Regions from separate parts of the Columba livia genome. Here region 1 is linked to region 2. Evidence: chromatin contacts called from public Hi-C data. All regions are on one chromosome and are shown on one strand. The core of a region is the stretch at or near the end of the contact, and the rest is flanking DNA. Distances in the headings are between cores, read along the strand shown.

Region 1 (4,246 bases), core at 47-2,546, 52 kb after region 2:
GTAATATACCAAAGAAGCAAGAGCCTTAGCCCGAGCCAACTGGGCTACCAGCAATCCAATCTGATGGCTACACCAGTTGCTATTTCAGATGCCCATAGGTCAGTGCTGGTGCACACTGGTTCTCCAGGCCAAACTTCAGCAGTGCTCCACCATTCTCCAGGCAACCAGCAGTCTTCTCCAGTGATTCACTATTCTCCAACCAACCAGCAGCTGAGGTGTGGAAGCCACCAAGAATTTCAGCACATCATGTGCTGTGAAAATTTTACATCAAATGTTGCAAGATCCAGCCAGCCCCAGGTCAGTCAAGCACAAAGGTTAAGTCCGAGTTCATATCCTACCGTCATCCAGCAGCAGACAGCCTCAGGCCAGCGAGCAGCAAAAAATGGACCACCGGTTAGCGACCAGAAAGAAGTGTTACCAGCTGGAGTCACTATTAAACAGGAACAGAATCTGGACCAAGCGTATCTGGATGACGGTAAGCACCGCTCTTCTCTTCTATGGGTCAGTTTGTTGGAGGGGTGGAGGAGGTTTAGGACTTATAAATCCCACCTGTTCCTTGGCATAAAATCAACGTGGCCTCTGTTGTGTGGGTATTTGCTGTTTGCTTATGTTGCGTTTTGGTCTTTCATCAACTGCATTTTTGGTAGATGACAATGCACTTTGGCAACCGAACAAAAAAATACAGTGTTCTGTAGAAACCCTCTGTCTTGCTTGGTGCCATGGAGTGAGCTGTCAGGTTCTAAGCCGTTGCCATTTTGTTTCAATTTGCCAAAGGTTAGTTTGGAAAACGGAGAATCTGAAACAAAATGCACTTTTTTTTTTTTTTTAAATTATTCATATCAGGGCAACATCCACTTTGTAAAATGCTTTTGTACATTTTGTACCAAAAAAAAGCCCATTGAACAGTCTATCAAGGCCTGTAATGAATGGGGTAGCGCTGCTGGCAAAACTATTGCAGATGTTCTAGATGAACAGTAGGACATTGATAAGCAAGACAATGATGTTTCTTTGTTGTGAGCCCAACAGATTTAGCCTTTAGGAATGAAAGTAAGTTAGAGTTAAGCTTTCTTTGAACATATCCTGCTTATTGTTAGGTAGGCAGCTATTGGCAATCTGGTTGATTGGTTCTTTTATTGAAGTATGTTCCTTGCAAGAGGAAATCAATGCAAAGTCAATAGTGCAGCTGGACGCTGCAATCGTGAAGGCCAGTAGCTAAACCAACATTGATTTCGGGGGGAGCAGAGTGAGGTTGCTGGGTATATTACTGCAAATATAGAATGTTCTTGTGCATGAAGTACAGGCCTGATGTTCACATACATTCACTGCTGCTGTGGTCTCACTCTAGGCAATTGCATGCATGGTTTGATCCTGTGAATGTGCACTGTTACGTGCTTCATGAGCACCTGGTAGTTTGGGATGTGTCCTGCAGTTACTCACCTAGAATTGTGAAATAGTGCCTGTGAAAGTTTTATTTTCTTGGACTTAAGTACTGAGTGCTCTGTTGCTGTATCATATACCGTCTTCATTGCTGTGTTTGTGGGCGGAATTTGGATGGTTTTCTCCACTAGTCTGTGTTTGAAGTTTGGTTGATGTAGCATCGGTGCCATCACAGTAAACTCCGGGAAGTTTTTACTGGCCCTGCTGTCTCAAGAAGGATGTTGTATTGGATTTTGACAGTGAACTTGATTCAGGAGAGTTGCTGGACCTGCAAGAAAATGGCTAAGTAAAATTCAGGGAATGGGACATGATGACAAAGCAAGGTAATCTTTCTGATAGTAAAATCGAATGCTGTGGTGTAAGGTAGTTTTAATATGAGAAGCTGAGAGATTATTCCATGTTTCTAAAAATACTTGGTACAAACCTTGTAAAAATAATAAAAAAGAAAGAATATTGATGTTAAAGCTAGCAAACTTCAGAGTTGAGCCAAAGTCCATTTAAAAGGACTCCCCAAATGGACAACAAAATTAATTTCACTGGGTTTTGGATCAGGCCAGTAACATCTAACTATAGCATAGCTCACAAGAGATGTGCTAAGAGGAGCCATTAGGCAGAACAGCATCAAGTTAATACTGAAATTTCAGGGTTCTGCTTGGCTGACTGGATCATTCTGAATTGATTTCAACTAGAGATTAATTTATCAGTTACGCCACCCAAGTCAGGCCAGGCGAGATCGGTCACATGAAGTCTCTTTACTGACCTCAGTGAGTTTATATTAGTTAGAAGCATGACTTGGAGAATTGTGATTTACTTTAGGATTTTGCAAAACATTGCATTCTGAAATGTTCAGGACTTGAATTGAAAAGCCACTTTGTTTGCTGCTGGGGAAAAGTGACTCAGAACATAACAAAAGCCATGTTTTCCCTAACTAGAAAGTTTATTTTTGTGCTTTATAGTATTAAAAGAAAGCAAACCCAAAGGATTATAGAGGCTTTACCCTCAGATCCCTTTCATCCAGAAAGCTATTCCCAGATACAGTGAGCCATTAGGTCTTGCTGTGATTATTCATGGGTAGATGACGGTTCTCCAGCAGGGCTTGCCATGGGTGCCCAGCACTGCTGCTGATGCACAGGCTCTTAGGCAACCACTGTTTCAGTGTCTCTCACTTCCCTTCTGTCTTCTCCCCTTCCCCCATCTTCCTCCTCTCTCTTCTTTGTTCTTCTTTCTCCATATTTCTGCTGACAGTCCAGCTTTCATGCATTTCTGCAGTTGCGATCTCCTCTTGCCAACTCTTGCCCTCTGTCTTCATGGTTAATGCGCAGCCTTGGTTTTCTGGACTTTGCTTCTATTCTGAGCTTTGCCACGAACTTCTTGAGTGACCTGGGACAAGCCCCATTCTGTTGGTTCCTCATTCCTGAAGCTGTTGCCTCTCAGGGTGGGTATGATGTCCCAGCCTTTGAGCTGTCCTACAAGTGACCAGAGAGCATCTCCTAACTAACACAGTTGCAGTTTCACTTTGCCTCTTCCAGCTTCCTGCTGCCACTGCTGACAGGACCCGTCATTATTTTCTTATCTTCCTTGCTGTGCAAAAGAATTATTTGTCCTTCTTCTGGAGACCATGGTTTCTTCTTTGCTCAGAGCCTTCACAGCGCATAAAACTGGGGACCTGCCATGTCTTTTCTTGGAAGGAGACATTTGCCCCCATTCTTATCTTGACAGTGCTACCTCAGAGCAAGAGGTGCCCAACCCAACCGCTGCAGCCCCCTTACACCTTCCCAACTTTCCCCTCCCAGATAGAATAACAACACACATGGTTTCTGGAAGGAAAGCTCTAGCTATAAAGTCCTAGAGGTCGGATTTGGAAATTCAGCCATTAGGGAGGCTGATGAAGATCAGACATCACCACATGTATGTATACCTTCATATACATACTCCTCCATATTTCTCTGTAAAAATATATATATTTATCTGTAACTTTTTGGTATAAAATAGTGTAAAGATGAATCTCCAGAGGAAGGGACTGTTCATGAAAAATTGGCAGAGAAACCTTTGTTACACATGTCTACCTCAAAGAATTGGAAATACTTTGGGAGTGAAGATAAACTATGGTCAGGAGATCCTTCAGGATCTTCATTCAATAGCAAGAAAATCCAGCTCAAGTGAAATTCAAATCCCTTCTTTCTTCCATGTTCAGGAAGAATCTTCCTTTTGTGAGCAGCTTTTTCTCTTTAGGCCGGCAGCTGTTAAGCACAAGCCTGAACAGGGTTTATCTCCAGGAAACCCCGGGTCTCCTGGGGACCTGAGAAGCAGAACTGTTGTGTCAGCCCTGAGCAAGCGGCAGCCAGGGACTGAGCTCTTTCCTGCCGGCTTTGGTCTCTTGCTGCTGTCCCCACAGCGCGCATCCCGCTCTGCATCCGCGCCCGTCCTGCCTGGTCCTTGGGGAGCCCGATGGAAGGAGAGGGTCGCTGCAGCCAGGAGGGGACGCAGGACACAGGGACCCCCCCTCACAGCCGGCGTGGTCCTTAGGGCTTTGGCTCGGGTGCCAGCACATTGTGAGCATCCTGATCGCCCTCCCCAGCCCCTGCACGGCAGATGAGGAGAGGGTGGCACGAAGCCAGAGCTGTCAGCTTGCTGCCAGCTGGGGATTTCCCTGTGCCGGTGGAACCTCAGCGCATGGTGAAGCTGTTTTAAGCCCTTGGTCCATCAGAGCAGCAGAGCCATGCTAGCAGGGGTCCAGCTATCTCCCTGGCTGTAGAGAAGCTGCTTTTCTCTCTTAACACCGTATTGACTTCATCTGCAGAAGTCGCAG
Region 2 (4,323 bases), core at 1,434-3,933:
ACCATGCTAAAATAAATCCACAATGGGGAGAGGTCAGTGATTTGAATTAAAATACATTAAATCTCAGTGAAAGCTTCAGATGCTGTAACAAGTAGAGAGTACTGCTGTGAAGCCTTAAGTGGAAGTTCCACAGAATATAATGATACGTAGGTGGGGGTTAGAAAGTTTCATCTCCAAACCGCATAGATGCAGAGCAGTGTATGCTTGTAGTAGAAGTAACTTCCTTCTTGAGCCTGCTTTCTCCACGTTTGAATGACTGGAAACCATAATTAGTAGTAATTTTGTTTGTTCCCAAGATGGAAATCATTAGCATAAAGAAAAAAAGATCACAACCGTATATACTAGCATTGTAATCTGGAGAACATTCTCCCTCGCTTTGAAACGGCACCAGCTAGAGTCTGTAAGCAATCCAGTATACATCTGTGACCTTTAACGTGCAAAAGATTAAAGTGTGTTTACACGAGAACAGAAAACGTTCAGATTTTGAGAAAGGGCTCTACCCACATGCCAGGGGTAAGTGATGCTCCTTATTCATGTGTGATTCTGGCCTTGTCTGAGCTGTAGTTGGGAAGATAAGTCCTTTGCAGTGAAGGATTCAAAATGGAACCAAAACCATGGGAGTGTGTGTGGATCCCAGCACTTCAGTCTGGTTCCTCCATTCGGAGCCTGTTTGAAAGACGCTCTGGTTTCCTCTGGCCGGCTCCACCCACCACTCACCACAAGTCCTATAACAACAAACCTCTGTAAACATGCTAAAGTGATTTTTTTTTTTTTTTTTAGGAAACAAATGTAAATTTTGGTCTCTAGGAATGGATTTGGATTAAAGTCTATTTCTGATAAGCAATTTTTTAAAAGGTTGGGATGTGACAGTATCCACCCAAGCCTGTGTTTTAAAAGTAGGATCTATATCACAACTTGTTTCTATGGAAATGACAGAAATATCCTTACTGCTAACAGCTGGCATTCAGTAGTGCTCATGTGTGCCTGAGGCCACAGGAACATGGACTGCTATAAAAGCAACAGGGGAAAAAAGGGTAAACAAAAATTCTCCAGTCAATATTATTAATATTAGGTATTCCTCTCTAAGCCAACCATTTCCAAAAGCAGGAGTGCTATACAAAGTGCCATTTTCCATGTGCCTTCAATTAGCTATCATCTCATGATTTGTAAACCAGAAACACCTGCCTTCAGCAGACTGAACCCAACAGGTTTTTGGAAGTTTGTGAAAGTGTGTATCCTGGGCTGCTAGGTTGAAGTTGTGATTTCACTTGGGCATTGAAGGTGTTTTCTGTCTCCTTTTAAATAAGTGTGTTAGATGCATTCCCTTGAGAGACACATGGGGAGGTATTGCTCATGGTATTCCAAGTTTTAGCTTATTTCACACTTTGAAAGTGCTGAATATCCTTGCTTCTCAGTGGAGAAGAATGACAGAGAGTCAATGAGCATTTGAACTAGCTCCTACAAATAGGACTCCCAGATGAGTAAATTTGGATAGCTGCTTTGTGTATTATTCCATAATATCTGTTGTTGGCCACTATGAGAGACAAAATACTGAAAAGCCAGACAAGTGCTCTGCTTCAGCAACTCACTTAATGTACTTTTGTTCTGTGCTCACTGTGCGATGATCCACTGATAGGTAAAGCTTCCGCATAATTTTTAGTATTTGAGGTTAACCCCTCTGTGGACTGATGCCTCTGAGGTGTGTTTTGAAACTTAAAATCCAAACAAAACCCATCTTTAAATAAGGTTCCAGATAAAATCCTGCCCTAAGGCAACAGGTGAGAATGGATATTGGAAGGAGTAGTTTCTCGTAGGTTCAAGCCATTGCTGTAGCTCAGCAGACTCTTGCATTGCATCTGGTGAGATGAATCTACAGGGTCTATGTATGTATAATAGAGGGGAAGCAGGGAGCATTTAGAAATATTAATATTCCTCTAAATGCTTGACAGGCTCCCAGGGACATTGCCACGTCTTGTAGTTGTCAAGCCATGTATAATTTGGCTTGTTCCATCTTTTTCTCCCCAATACAAAACTATTAAAAGGGAAAAAAACCAAACCCAACACAACAAAAAAACAACTGAACACAAAAGCAAACAAACAAAAAACCCCAACAAAACAAAAAAACCCAAAACCACAAGCTTGCAGCTCAGTGCTGGTGGCTGGCTCAGTAACACAGGAGGCAGTGTTCAGCGGCAGCGCTGCAGCGAGGAAACAAATATGCCCGTGTAACAGAGAATACCAGATCTCACTCAGGAAACCGACTTTCACTTTGAGCTTACAAGAAGCCGGTGTAAATAACAGACAGCTTGGCTTTTGAAAAATGCAAAAAAGCTCTGGACTGGCCCCTTCCAATTACAATAAGCAAATTAACTAAAAAAAAAAAAAGGACTCTCATACAAAGAAGGAACTCCATTTAATCCCAGGAGCTGCGCTGCAGCAAACGGATGTGAGGTCAAAACCGAACTTCTCTCTCTGCCCTCCTTTGGCTGCCGTGTCCCACACGCGACTATCTTTAGCTTTTCCTAGATGATGGTTTGTATAAACCCATCATGGAATGCAGTTGCTGGGGTGATGTGTTATTCCCTAATTTCATGCTAATTGGCAAGGTCACATTTGGCTGACTGAACAGCTTTGAAGTCAGTGCCTTGTTTAAAGAACAGCGGAGGGTGAGCCCTTGCACGGCCACGTGTGCACACGCGCTGGTGTGCGTCCCTCCAGCTTGGGAAACCTCTGGAGCACAGCAGGACCTGGTGTGGGTTTTCCTTTTTGCCTTTCAGAGGTGTGTGGAAAGAAGTTTTTAAAATCAAGGGTTAAGTCCTTTGAAACTTAAATCCCTTGATCTTTTTCACCTGTGTTTTAATTGCCCTTGCTTATCAGCACTCAGGGCAGGCCTGATGGAACCCACCTGGGGACACTGCCCAGGTGGACCTGCCTGCAGTGTTCCTCAGGCTGTCCAAATGTTTGCTGTTTATCTACAGCATGGTAGGACACAGACCCTTGCTTCCATCCTGTATTGTGGGAAGAGGAGAGATGGTCTTGTGAACTAGTAAGTGGGTAAAGACTATGGAATAAAGGGGACAATAAGAGCTGGCAGCTTGGAGGTGGTTTGGGTGCGATCCTAGGGGGTTTGGATGTAGGACTTCCCTAGCTGTGGGATTTGGGTGATGCAGGGGAGTGAGTAGGCTGTTTGCTGACAGTAAAGCTGAGAATGTGAGGAGGTGCCTGTGTGGTCTGGGTGTGAAGCTCACTTTCTTTTAACCCCCTGTCAAACAAGAAGGATCTCCTGGTACTGAATCAGAGGATGATTCACCAGCGAAACCTCAGGCTGGGAAATGCCTGAATGGAGGTGGGGAAGTGCTGTGACTGCCAGTGCAAAGGGGTGTCAGAGGAGCTGTGCTGAAGCTGTTACACAGCTTATATCCATCAGAAAAGCAGTGGAGAGGACAGTCCTTTACAGGAGTATTTTGGTCTGTGTTCTGGGATATGATAGGATGTGCAGAAACAGGTGAACCCTTGAAGGTGGCACAATGTTGCACCTTTGAGGCATTTGCACAAAGGTTTCAAATCTGCTTCAGTTCTTGAAAAACACCTTTGCTAGGCCGATCTGTTACACAATTATTTTCTTGTAAGGGGGTGCAATGGCCTCTCACCACTTTGGGGAGCCAAGCTGGTGGGTGGGTGGCTGGGCTGCTCCTTGCCACCTGCAGTGTGGCAGAGGACTGGCAGCATGGGGTTTGTTGTCCTCGGCTCCTGCCACCGTAACCAAGCTCACCTTTGCAGCTCAGGCAGGAGCATGGCTATTGCTGGGGCCATCGCCTGGAGCCGTTCCCGTGTCCTGGGTTACTCCCTGTTCCCTCTGGTGTCTACAAATGCAGAGAGAGAGAGCTGCTGGGGAATAACCCGTCCTCCCCCTCAGAGGCAGGAGCTTAATGTTATTTACAAAATCCAGCTCTGGTGGTGCTCACCTGGGGAAGCTGGGATGTTGGCTTGAGTCTGCCCCTTCCTTGAGCAAATTCCAAACCCCAGCCTGCCTTAGCCAAGTTGTCTGGGAGTGGAGTAGCCAGTCCCATCCTACTGAAACAAAAAGCGGAATTTCTCCTGATTTCGATGGAAGAGCCATTTACTTCCAGAGAGCAGCACTCGCTGCTTCACCCAACCACCCCTTTTCCCTCCCCTGCTGAGGTCAGAACCTTGAGTCGTAGCATCACCAGCATTTCCATGGTGACAGACCGTGACATCACAGCCATGTGGGCAATAGAACTTGGGACAGTGATTTCATTGTACCTCCAAAGACATGCGGGGCTGGGACTTGGTCAGGTCTCC

The links. A called contact is a pair of places that touch in the nucleus more often than the background predicts.
Region 1: a Hi-C map of liver shows a contact between it and region 2, with 1.9 times the contacts expected there. The contact joins two enhancer-like sites.

What each region holds. Positions count from the first base shown.
Region 1 is chr16:12,708,200-12,712,445 of bColLiv1.pat.W.v2, forward strand. NFATC2 (nuclear factor of activated T cells 2) reads left to right here. Exons shown (of 10, transcript XM_065032519.1): 9 at 1-475. Among named protein-coding and RNA genes, the nearest start is that of NFATC2, 65 kb to the left of the region's middle. Within about 2 kb of position 1,297, at least 1 of the 3 cell types and tissues checked has an H3K27ac peak away from gene starts, as active enhancers do.
Region 2 is chr16:12,655,303-12,659,625 of bColLiv1.pat.W.v2, forward strand. The region is part of intron 1 of NFATC2 (nuclear factor of activated T cells 2); the gene reads left to right. Among named protein-coding and RNA genes, the nearest start is that of NFATC2, 12 kb to the left of the region's middle. Within about 2 kb of position 2,684, at least 1 of the 3 cell types and tissues checked has an H3K27ac peak away from gene starts, as active enhancers do.